Linked DNA regions of Mus musculus: region 1 is linked to region 2. The links are chromatin contacts, called in public HiChIP or PLAC-seq maps. All regions are on one chromosome and are shown on one strand. The core of a region is the stretch at or near the end of the contact, and the rest is flanking DNA. Distances in the headings are between cores, read along the strand shown. Region 1 overlaps Kif13a (kinesin family member 13A). Region 2 overlaps Cap2 (CAP, adenylate cyclase-associated protein, 2 (yeast)).

The links. HiChIP or PLAC-seq counts read pairs in DNA pulled down with a chosen protein or histone mark.
Region 1: a contact with region 2 is called in an H3K27ac HiChIP or PLAC-seq map of embryonic stem cells, with 5 read pairs. The contact joins two enhancer-like sites. A contact is called at or near these places in 1 of 115 datasets of contacts at active chromatin or transcription factors (embryonic stem cells) and 2 of 9 other capture datasets (adipose tissue and liver).

What each region holds. Positions count from the first base shown.
Region 1 is chr13:46,754,539-46,760,734 of GRCm38.p6, reverse strand. The region is part of intron 36 of Kif13a (kinesin family member 13A); the gene reads left to right. Among named protein-coding and RNA genes, the nearest start is that of Gm24620, 10 kb to the left of the region's middle. Within about 2 kb of position 1,849, at least 22 of the 459 cell types and tissues checked have an H3K27ac peak or open chromatin away from gene starts, as enhancers often do. A contact at or near this core is called in embryonic stem cells, where this site is marked.
Region 2 is chr13:46,642,448-46,648,438 of GRCm38.p6, reverse strand. It overlaps Cap2 (CAP, adenylate cyclase-associated protein, 2 (yeast)), which reads right to left. Exons shown (of 13, transcript NM_026056.4): 12 at 1,773-1,913; 13 at 1-158. The coding sequence ends at 75. Among named protein-coding and RNA genes, the nearest start is that of Fam8a1, 24 kb to the left of the region's middle. Within about 2 kb of position 2,653, at least 9 of the 459 cell types and tissues checked have an H3K27ac peak or open chromatin away from gene starts, as enhancers often do. A contact at or near this core is called in embryonic stem cells, where this site is marked.

The sequences.
Region 1 (6,196 bases), core at 600-3,099, 110 kb before region 2:
TGCATTGTAACCCCAGGAAGCAATGGCAGCAGCATGCCAGTAGAACACAGTAGCAAACCCGAGAAGAAGATTGTAAGTTCTGCAATGTTTCTATCATATCACCTGGTGGTGGGTCTGAAGCCCTTTCCCAATCCGCCATCCAAATGCTTTCAAAGAAATTAAGACAGGTGCTGAGTCCTGACTTTACAAATGAAGTGTTGCTCTTGGTAATGCCGTTTTTGCATGAGTGCAACCTTGAACTGTGATTTTTTCCCCCTCTCTCTCTCTAAGTGTGCTATTTTATTTAACTCCTTTCCACATCATCTTAAGTTTCGTAGCTAGTGGGGGGAAGCACCTTTGATGGCTCTGGTCATTATAAAGAAAAGTGTAACAGCAAGATCAGTTTAAATAATACCAAAATCTCTCTAATGTGTCTACGCACATTGCCCAGATTCTGAAGTTAATCTACCTAGAGGAATTGCATTTACTTGGCGTAAGTAATCCCGCACTTAGTTGTGGGTGTGTTTGAAAGCTTTCTTGTGTGGCTGCTACCAAGATACCTGTGTAGTTTGTAGCTGCTCTGCCCAGTCATCCTTCCTCAGCTCGATCCCCCCAGCACCAGCAGCTTCTGTTTACCTACCTGACAAAACATTCCAACCTGGTTCTTCTTGGCCTGGCTTTTAGATTGGTGAATCTGTGTTACTCAGCACAAGTAAGGTAGACCTCTGCCTGCAAAACCTTGGTCTCCAGCATGGTTCCAAAGCTGCACGTTCTAAGTGCTGGGAGGGGCGGCTCACACCTGAGATCACACGTTCAAGGCCGGCCTGGTCTGTAGAGTGAGCAGTCTCCAAATAAATGAATAAAGTGAAACAAAACCTATGAAATGCCAGTTTTTCAAACACCATGGTTCCTGGTTACTTTTCGTTATAAGATACACCTCAATTTAAAACCAATTTTTTTTTCTAAACCTGTAGGTGTGGAAGTCTGGGAAGAATCATGTGATGTGATTTCATGGTTTTCACTCTCCTGTGCCTTCCTAGGCTTGAGCAGGGGGTGGGGGGAAACCCAGCCTGGGCAAGAGGAAGCTGTTTGATGTTTGCTGCTGCCTATGACCCGCTGTCTTAAGCAGTGTGGGGAGTCTTATTCCCAGGGTCAGGCCCACTCATGGTGCATCAGTGTGAGACCGTTAGTTGCGCCATGCGCTGTGCAGACACTAACTGCATCTTCAGCTGATGCTGCAGCAGGCCACTCATCTGCATTCAGCTGATGCTGCAGGGGGCCGCTCATCTGCATTCAGAGAGGCAGTTAGATCATGAAGCAGTGACTACTGATCCTAACCGAGGGGAGGAAGAGCAGCCATTCCCTTCCTTAGCCACTCGTGTTCCTAAGTTCTGTTTGCCTGCTCTATCTAGCTCCTCATGGGGAAGAGGGTAGCATGCCAGAGACTGTTCCTTCACCTGCGTGGATGTTAAAGAGCCATCCCCACTTAACCTCACCATCCCCTCTCTGAGTGTAGAAAATCACTGGGTGCACTAAAAGGGCCAGTGGCTGTGCCTTTACCCTTCAGCTTGTCAGGATGTGTGTCTGATAGAGCCATTTATTTTGCTCCAATACCCTCCAGAGGCTGCCAGGAGCACCTTCTAGTGCTATCCAGCACGCAGATGTGCAGTTCACACAGCTTGCCCCACAGTTACTCTCCTGCCTTTCCTTTAAAGAGCTTAAAACGAAGCCCATCTCAGCAGGCAGAGTAGAGGACCGCACCAGATTCTTTTGACCCAAGACATCTTGAGCAGTACTTGGGCACTGTGTGACCAAATGCATCATGTACGGCTGCTGAGCAGGGTTGACTGGTATCTTTTTGTTCCGGGAACAAGACTAGAGAAGGCTGCCTCTGCTGGCCTTAGAGGCATAACTGCTGCGCATGCCTACTACGCATGCGCACTGCGCTTGGGGCGGTTGCACTATGTTCTCTTTGGCGGGTCTTCCGGAATGTTTTGGTAGTCTACGTGGCTCGCTTGTTTGAGCTGGGGGCTTTTATTTTCTTGGGAAAGCTTTTATTTTATTTCCCCTCTCATAAATTGACATAAGCTATTCCCTTCCTTTTTGTCATCGTTGTTGTTGTTTTATTTTGTTTCTTTGTTTTCTGAGACGGGGTCTCAGTATGGAGCCCAGGATGGTCTTTAACTTGCAACCCTCCTGCCTCAGCCACTTGAGTACAGGATGGCAGGTTTATGCCACCAAACTTGGCTATGACTGACTCTTGTAGCTTGTGTCTGATCACTTAAAAAGATATACAGGCATATGCCTTATCCTGTATAAATAAGATTTAAAAGGGGGGGGGGGGAGAACAAAAAACAAACAAACAAAAAAACCCAGCATTTTTCCCCCCAGGCTTTTATTTTTATCTCATATCGCGGTACAGGGTATTAGACCCAGGGCTTCTGCCAGGCGAGCTCTCTGTCCCTGAGCCATATCCTTTGCGCTTTATTTTTTTAATTGTTTTGAAACAAATTCTTGCTAAATTTCCCAGGCTGTCTCACTGTGTAGCCAAGGCAGTCCCCAGACTTAAAATTCTCTTGCCACAACCTCCCAAGTAGTTGGGATATCACACGGGCACCACTAGGAGCAGCTTTGAGCTCGTCTTTTCTGAAGTCATGAGGCCTAGGGAATAGGAATAAGAAAGTTGACCCTTTCCCCTGTATCCACAGTCCCCATCTCTGGTCCTGCAGGCAACGTGGCTTTCTCCTCTCATTTCACTGAAGAAACAAAGGTCTGGGATGATTGAGCAATTTGCCCCAAGTCCTGGTTACTGGAAGCATAAGACAGAGAGATTCACATCCTGAGTGCAGGTCTGCGCTCTGCCTCAGAGCCCCCCGGGGGTGAGGGGGATGCATAGCTGTGCTGGTAGCCATTTCTGGTAACCCTCCACAAGCCGACTATAGTGACCGCAGAAATTACATTCCCTGTGGAACGCTCCCTACCAAGGGTCCCTCTCTTTAAAAAAATCAAAGTACTTTGTCTATGGATAAATATCACCTTCATACGTTAAATGGGGCAAAAAATAAACGCGCAAAGATGAGAGCTTCAGAGAAGCCGAGCGTTTGACCCGGTGTTCCGCCTTTGGGTCAGGCTCTAAGGGTTGTAACCTTTCTTTTGCTCGTAAGCCATCTGTAGTAAGTAAGGGACTCAGTTCAGTGCCCTTTAAGATCTGGTGTTAAATGAGCACACTGTGCTATATGCTATCTAACTAAAGTCCCCACTGTGCACTGTGAGCCAGAAACCTTTTTTTTTTTTCCCTCCTTGAAAACATTTCTCAAGCAAACTTTTAGTCTCCTTTTAAATGTTAGAAGACATTGAATACTTACTGAGGATTTTGGTTTTATTTCCTGGCATAAGTTGTCCTTATCCCGTTAGCCTGATTCCTATTTATTTATTTACTTATTTATCTCCTAGAGTTCATGGGTGCTTCATGTTTCCCAACTCATTCTCAGCCTTTAGGAATAATTTTTACTTCCCAAGTTTGCCACATTTCTACCCATTTCTACACATTAAACTAATGGTCGCTTATGTCATCGGCAAACAATACTTTAGAAAGATGCAAGTTCCCCAGACCCTTAATCCTCATTTGCAAAATTGCTTTTTCTTGTACAACAAATTTTTTTGGTGACCAATTATATTGGGTACTCTTGGGCTTGGAAAATTACATTTTTTTAAGCTTAAATTAAAAAAAAAAGGAGTAGTAAAACTTGAAATTCAACTTTCAGTCTAAGTATAATGAATACAAAAAAATCTAAAAAATACAGGAAAGGGTGGGTGTTTGAGATAATCTGTCCAGCCTCTGTTTTTTGTTTTGTTTTGTTTTGTTTTCTTGTTTTTGTTTTTTATCAGCATCACAGCCCAGAGGAAGAACACGCCATCCCATATACATGGCTTTTTTTTTTTTGGTTTTGCTTGCTTTATGTCTTCATAATGCTAGTGAACAAACTAGGTGCCTTGTGTATGCCAACTAGTCCTTTACCAAGAGAGAGACACTCCTCCCAGCCTGTACTGGTCACTTTTCTGTTGCTATGATAGAGAACCAGGACCCAGGGAACTTATAAAAGAAATCCTTGACTTGGGTTTACAATTTTAGAGAGTTAGGATCCATACTGGCAAGACAAGACAGATGGGCAGGAAGAGCTGAGAGCTCACATCCCAGACCCCAGGCAGGAGGCAGAGAGAACTTGCTTCAGGTATCATGAGTCTTTTGAAACCTCAGAGTTGGCCCCTGGTGACACACTACCTCCTCCACAAAGCCACACCCCCAGCCCTTCCCACACAGTCTCACCAACTGAGGATCAGGCATTCAGTTGGATGAACCTATGGGGACTGTTGACATTCAAACTACAACACGGCTGTTTTCAAACTACAAAGTCATTCAAACTACAACCACCAGTTTTTAAAATACAAATGCATGATATTGATTTAGTTGTGTGTGCAAGCCTGTGTGTGGTGTGTACATGCCACAGCACACGTGTGTGTGTGTGTGTGTGTGTGTGTGTGTGTGTGTGTGTGTGTGTGTGTGTAGATGAGAGGACAGCTTGCAGGGATTAGTTCTCTCTTCACCTTGTGCACCCCAGGGATTGAATTTAGGTCCTCAGGCTTGGCAGCAAGCACCTTTACCTACTGAGCCATGTCATTGGCCCTACTTTGAAAGAAAGAAATACAGATAGGAAGGAAGAAAGGAAGGAAGGAAGCAAGCAAGCTACCTAATTTTAAAAGCATCTAACAATTGGGATACAAGGGTAATAGCTGAGTCTGATGGCACACACCTTTAATCTCTTCCTTGGGGAAGTAGAGTCAGGCTGATCTCCATGAGTTCCAGACCAACCTGGTCTATGTAGCAATTTCAGGCCAGCCAGGGCTAGACAGTCAAACTTGTCTCAAAAGAAAACAAACAAAGAAGATACAAGGACAAAACGAGTATGCCCTTGTCAAAAATTTTGTTTTGTTAATTTCAAAAACTTTTATCATGTGATATTTGATACTTATCTTTAAGACTGGTAATTTTTTTCAAGTAATTTATACTCACTTTTTTTGTTTGTATTTTGTTTGTTTTTGTTTTTTGAGACAGGGTTTCTCTGTATAGCCCTGGCTGTCCTGGAACTCACTCTGTAGACCAGGCTGGCCTCGAACTCAGAAACCCGCCTGCCTCTGCCTCCGGAGTGCTGGGATTAAAGGCGTGCGCCACCACGCCCGGCTTCTGCTCACTTTTCCTTTCTTTGGAAGGGTCCTAAAATTAAACTGAGGGCCTTGCGTGCCCTGAACATGTGTCACTGAGTGCACCTCCTACTAAATGCTTTAAGCCTTTAAAATTGATTTGCAAGTTGAAGCAGCAATAGAGAGTATTAATTTTTTTTTTTTGAACTGGAGTTTCACGTAGCCCAGGCTGTTCTCGAACTCACTATGCAGCCCAGGCTGATTTCAGCCTCACTGTCTAGCTGCGGATGCCCTTTGACTTCTGATCTTCTAATCTCCAGACCTCTGAGTGCTTCGTAGTTATGTGCCACCAAGCCTGATTTATGCAATGCTAGAGATCTATGCTAGGCCCTCACTCTATCAACTGAGCTATCTCCCCAGCCCTATTCAACTATTTCTGAGGTATTTAAGTCTCGTAAAATTATGAGATGCAAAAGAAAACATTACTATAAAGTCCAACAGATGAAGTTTATATTTATTTATGAATAGCTGTCTGCCACATTTTTTTGCTACCTCCCCCTTTTCTAGTCTAAATAATAGACCCACCACCTATGCATTCTTAATGAGGAAGGCGGATGTTTGGGTTCTGGCTCGCTACAGTTATCTAGTTGTTAAGGTTGCAGTGACTTTTTGAGGAAGGGGAGGAAATAGAGCTATTTTTGAGGTTTCTAAGTTAGAGTTCAGGACTGTCCTTAGAACAAGGTCTCAAAGGCGTACCTTGCTAAGGGAAAAACCGTGAAACCATGTCCCTTATCACTCAGCATCAGTATTCCCAACCCTCAGGACAAAGAGGCATGTAGAAAGAGCTTGTTGGTTAGTCCTTAAATAAAAATCATCTCTTAATTTTTGCATGATGATCGTGGTGGCTCATACCTGTAATCTAAGCATTCAACCCGCTAAGGCAAAAGGATCGCCACAGTGTCAAGGCCAGGGGTGGGCTACATAGTGATTTCTAGGGTTGGAGAGATGGCTCAGTGGT
Region 2 (5,991 bases), core at 1,404-3,903:
GGTAAAATCTAGCTCCTATTAGCTGCTTGCTTCTGTTCGCTAGAGGAGACTCAGGGAAGGCTATTTCTTGGATGTCAGGCCATGATCTCTGCAGGTTCGGTGACCAGCTTGGAGCCATCCCATATTGTCTTGAACTGCTCGGGAATGGGGAATTCTCTCTGGAAGAAGTTGAGAAAGACAGTTAATTACATGGTACACTCCTGCAGACACATTGAAGGATCATGTGTGTCATGCAATGGGCGAAAGAAATTGTATCAGATCCCAATCTGCATCATAGAGAGGGCAGAGTCACAGGTGGACAGACATGGTCTGTGACTTCACGATGGGATCATCCGATCATTGGTATTTATGAAGAACCAGGCTTGCTTTTTGAGACAGACCTCAAGTACCCAGGCTAGCTTTGAACTCATTTTGTACTTGACCGACACTGATCTCAAACCTCCGATCCTTCTGCCTCTACCTTCTGAGTTTTGGGATTATACACACAACCTGTCTGCTGACTGCAACCTGTAGAGAGCTGGTAAGCAACCTGCCAAGCTGATGTGGCCATTCTCTTGAAAGCGACTTGCTGAGTCTCATTTGCTGCCTCTTCCTGCCCTGCTCGGCCCAGTTAGACTTAGAATTCTCCATGTGTTAGTTTCCATGTAATAACGATGAGCAGATCTCCTGTACTTCAGAATCTCAAAAAGGAGATTTCTCAATCTTACTCAACACTGACACGCATGGACATCTAATGTGGTTCCTCCAGAAACTGCTCCACTTGGGGGAGGATGTAAAGGAAGCGCCAGATGAATTCCTCGGGCTAGGATTTCTAAATGGAGGATTCAATGGGCTGATGGTATGAGGACTTACTTGGGAGCCTGCTAAGAATCAAGATTCTGGGGCTGGGGAGCTAGATGGATGGCTCAGTAGACAAGGTGCTTGTCTGTCCAAGCAGGAGGGCCTGAGTTTGAATCCCCCAAACCCATACATAAACCATGCCTGCAATTTCAGCCCTTCTATGATAAAATGGAGGGATGAGAGAATAACCCCTAGAAGCTTAGGCAGTGGTGAACAAGAAACCTTGTCTCAAATAAGGTGGAGGATGGCTAGGACTGACACCAGAGGTTTTCCTCAGAACTCCATGTGTGTCACGGCATGAATGTACTCCCCCATAGCATATACAAAGAACCTGGATTCTGGGCCCCATTGTGAGGCTCCTCAATCCAACCCTAGGTTATTATTATTATTTTTTTAGAGTTTTGAGCTCTTTCTATTGAGCTTCTTAGTAGACCCTTATGTTAAAAGGAGCATTATAGGGCTGGCGAGATGGCTCAGCGGTTAAGAACACTGACTGTTCTTCTGAAGGTCCTGAGTTCAAATCCCAGCAACCACATGGTGGCTCACAACCATCTGTAATGAGATCTGATGCCCTCTTCTGGTGTGTCTGAAGTCAGCTACAGTGTACTTAGATATAATAAATAAATTTCTAGGCTGAAGTGGGTGGGACGGACCGGAACGAGAAACCTTTATTCCCACATGATGGCTCACAACCATCAGTACAGCTACAGTGCATTCATATACATAAAAATAAATAAATAAATAAATAAATAAATAAATAATTTTTTTTTTAAAAAAAGAGGAGCATTCTATTTTGGCTCCCTCCCTTGCCTGCCTGTTACGTTGTCTTCAAATGAAGCTCCCGAGATGGCAGCTGATGGGCACCTCTCTAAGAATGCTAACATGAATACACCACAAAGCCTTTTCTGGGCAGGCTTTTGGGAGGTACTCACATAATCGTCATCCTGAGGGACCAGGACATTCATCTCGGACGACTTCGCGCTCACGATCTCACAGTCTAGTGCATCTTCACTGAGGTACAGGTGGCATCCTTCTGTCTTATTAATGGAGATTGTTGGTACTCTCCCCATTACCTAAGGGGAAAAAATGGGACTGAAGCAAAGAACTAAAAATGGCCATGTTCCCAAGCAGGTACTTCTGGAGTTACTCCTGAGTTTAGCTTTGGACTTATGGGGTAGCATGCTCTCTGTGTCTGTCTGTCTTCCTTTCTCTCCCCCACTCCCCTCTCTGTGTGTATCTCTGTGTCTACGTGCAGGGCAAGTGTCATCTGAGGACACAGTGAAAGGACTATACAAGGGGGGTGGGGAATCCTAAGTAGGCAGGATTTCCCTTTCTTGAGATGAAATTAAGGGATTAATTTGGAGGCAGCAGCTAAAATGTTCAGAAAAGCCCTGCAACCCGTTAGTGAATCTGAAGCGCCTCTCTGATTTCACGATAAGAGAAACAGGATTCATTTGCTTAAAATTTAAGTTTTGACAGTTATCTCTGAGACTGGGGCTAGAACAAATATCCATACAGACACTGAACAATAAGATTAATTTCGAAGAGAAGCCAAGTAGATTGTTCCCAAACTTCAGAGCGAACAAGAAACTCTCCAATTCTTCTCATGGAAGCCATTTGCCGGGTAAGAGGCAGAAGGTGAAGTTCAGATGAGATGGGTGTCTGGGTGTTTCAGAACGTACTCATTTCAGGAGCTCAGACTCAGGATGCTGACCCAGATAATCGGAACCCTTGAGCAAGAGGAGGCAGCGCTTTGTACTGCTTACAAGTATCTAAGTCCCGTAAAAACTCAGATCAGTTTTAAGTTTCTCTTCTAACAATCAGTTTTCAACCCTTCCCACAATGTCCACAGGGATCTAGCATTCTCCCAAAGACTTCATAACTACTCTAGAAGTTTCCTTCTTGTAATGGTAATTAAAGCAATAAAGACATCTCTCCTTTCAACCTGAAGAAAAGGCTTAGTTTGCAAACCAAAGGAACACTTTCTGTCTGGGGTGCAGGTGCCCAAAAGAATTCCTTGTGGGGCGTCTAGCCGGTCACTGGGCTTCTCCCCGCTTTGCTCCATAGAAACTGGAGACTGAGTTGGAATTGAAGCCCAGAGCAAGAGAAAGGTCCAGCTGAGTCGTTCAAGGTCAGGCAGGTACAGGCAGGGCTCTGCCTGAGTTAAATAGTATATATACAGAAGAGAGAGAGAGAGAGAGAGAGAGAGAGAGAGAATGTGTGTCTGTGTCTCTGTGTGTACATGCATGTATGTGCTTGTTTTAAAAATGTGCTTAGACATGTTTTCATGACTTCTAAATTTCTTTATGTTGTAATGATGAAAAGAGTTTACATGCCGGCCTGAAGCCCACAGATACCACCAGCCTAGCTAAGGAAAGCGAGATGCTGCCAGCGACTCCTAGAGGCTTGGTTTATGGATATTATTTCTCAGTAATAATTTGAAAAATTTCCACTGATGATGGTTGTCTGTCTTCCCCAATCTTTATGTATACACGAACCACCCATTTTTGAGAGTACAGTTGGATGCCATTTCACAAACGTACAGAGATGTGCAATCAGGACCACAAGCTGCTTCTAGAATAGTTCCACTATTCTAAAAATATCACTAATGGCCACTTACAGTCGGTCCCCATCTCAGCCCCAGGCAGGTAAGTGATTTCTGCTTCAGTTGTGCCCTGGCCCCTTTCAGACAATTTACTAGGCACTTTAACTAGGTAATGGCACTCTCTTGGTTTGAGCACTCAGAAATTCACTAAGTGTTCCATCAAACGTTTCTCTTGTCTCCGAATTGGTCCTTGTAGCTCCTTCCACAGGCAACCAGTAGTTCACCCTTCCTGAGGTAACTGTTCACAGTGCACAGTTCACATCCTTAAAAATGTAACAAGATACTTCAGGCATGGAAACATACAAAGAATAATAGATACATACACTTTCTACAACAACTTTATTAGTGTGGCATTCCAGCTAATTCCCTTTTGGTTTGTTTGAAAGTTCCCTTCCTTCCTTCCTTCCTTCCTTCCTTCCTTCCTTCCTTCCTTCCTTCCTTCCTTCCTCCCTCCCTCCCTCCCTCCCTCCCTCCCTCCCTCCCTCCCTTCCCTTCTAATAGGGTCTCAGGTAACCTAGGTTGGCCTTGAACTCACTTTGGGACCAAAGATGGCTTTGAACTGCTGATCCTTCTCCTGTCTCTACCGCCCCAGGGCTTTGGTCACAGGTGTACACGGTTACACCCAGCTTTACTGTGCTTGTTTGTTTTTGAGACTTGGTTTCACTTTGCAGCCCTGACTAGCCTGGAACTTGCTGTACAGAGCAAGCTGGCCTCTAAGCGCACAGAGTCCTCCTGAGTGCTGCGATTATAGGTGTGTAGCACACACTCAACCGCTGTTTCCCCAACTCCTGAGAACTAAGATCTCACTGTCACGGAAGTCCCCTGGGTACTTCCACCCCACTGTCCCTCACTTCCCCCTTCTTCCCTCCTCCTTGTAAGTAACGACTCTCCTGGCTTTTGTTGTTTGTCCTTGTTTTTAAGACTTGTTTGGAGAGGCTGGAGAGATGGCTCAGCAGTTAAGAGCACTGACTGCTCTTCCTGAGTTCAAATCCCAGCAACCACATGGTGGCTCACAACCATCTGTAATGAGATCTGATCCCCTCTTCTGGAGTGTCTGAAGACAGTTACAGTGTATTTATATATAATAAACAAATCTTAAAAACAATTTTGTTTGTTTGTTGCTTATGATCTATCTATTAGGTGAAGTGCCCAAGAGAACGCCTTGGCATGTCATAAGTGGACTTCACATATGAATTGGTTTGCACACTCTATATTTTTTAATAAATGGATCTATTACATAGCATGATCCTATAACTTAGCCTTTCAGCTCAATGCCCTTTAAACAAAATTTACCTGTTTTTAAAAATCCACCTCTTTTAAAAAAATGCTGGTAACAATAGCTTGTTCTTTTTAACTGTTGAATAGTGTTGTAGTTGGTGGACACTTATAGTCCAGTTGGTGGACACTTACATATTTTTTTCTCTCTCTTGCTACTACCATGCCACCACGATACATGCGTTCTATGTTTCCCTATCTGTGACCAGAGCTTTACCATACGCACAGAAGCGCATACTGGCTCAGACTGTGGATGTGGCATATATACTTGGTGCCTATTGTCCTGAAGTGAGTGTACCAAGTTCACGCTGTCACTCGGGCGTAGCAGGGAGCCCAGTGTGGTACTTCCATGACCGCTTGCACACCTGACATTAGCACGCACTCAGCCCTGCCCTTATAGATCCTTTACAGGTCAGATTCGGTGGATGCGGCTCTGCACAGATCAAGGACATTCTGAATGCAAAAGAGATGAGCCTGGACAAGAATCTGAGACTGTGGTATTCATTTACACCCCTCCTTCTGTCACGCTATCATATCTTCCTATGTGTGTGCCAGCCAGTTCACTCTTTTATGTCTCTGAAGTGTTAATATTCTCTCTGGCTTTTCTATTAGAGCATGGGTCTCAGTTTTCAGTCTGTGTTAGCTAGTGTCTTTACATATTCTAGATGCAAATCCTTTTTATTATCTACATTGCAAGTATCTTTCCTTAATCCATATCTGGTCTTTCAGCTTTGCATATCATATCTTCTGTTGAATATATATTATGAAAGTTGTGGTATGTGTGTGTGTGTGTGTGTGTGTGTGTGTGTTCAGGCACAGTACTGGGGGTTACACCTTGGACCTCACCCATGCTATGTGAACACTTCACCACTGAACTCAATCCCCAGTCTAGAATTTTAACTTTAATGGGGTTAGATTAACCACTAGTTTTCTTTATGGTTTGAGGTTTTGAATCACATGAACCATGAAACTGAAGGCTCCCCACCCCCCACCCCACCCCGTATGTTGTTCTAAATGTTTGAAAGTATTTAATTTGGAACCTTACTTTTAAGTATGGCATGAAGTGGGGATTCATTGGTTGTTTTATTTTTAATTTTTTCCTTTAACTAAAAATTTTAATTTGTATTGGTGTTTTTGGCCTGCATGTGTGTTGTAGACCATGTGTGTGCGCTACCTGTGGTGGCCACAAGAGGGCGGCAGATCCTGAGACTAGACTTAGAGATGGTTGGGAAATAAAACCAGAACGCTGGGAACCACACCTAGGTCCTCTG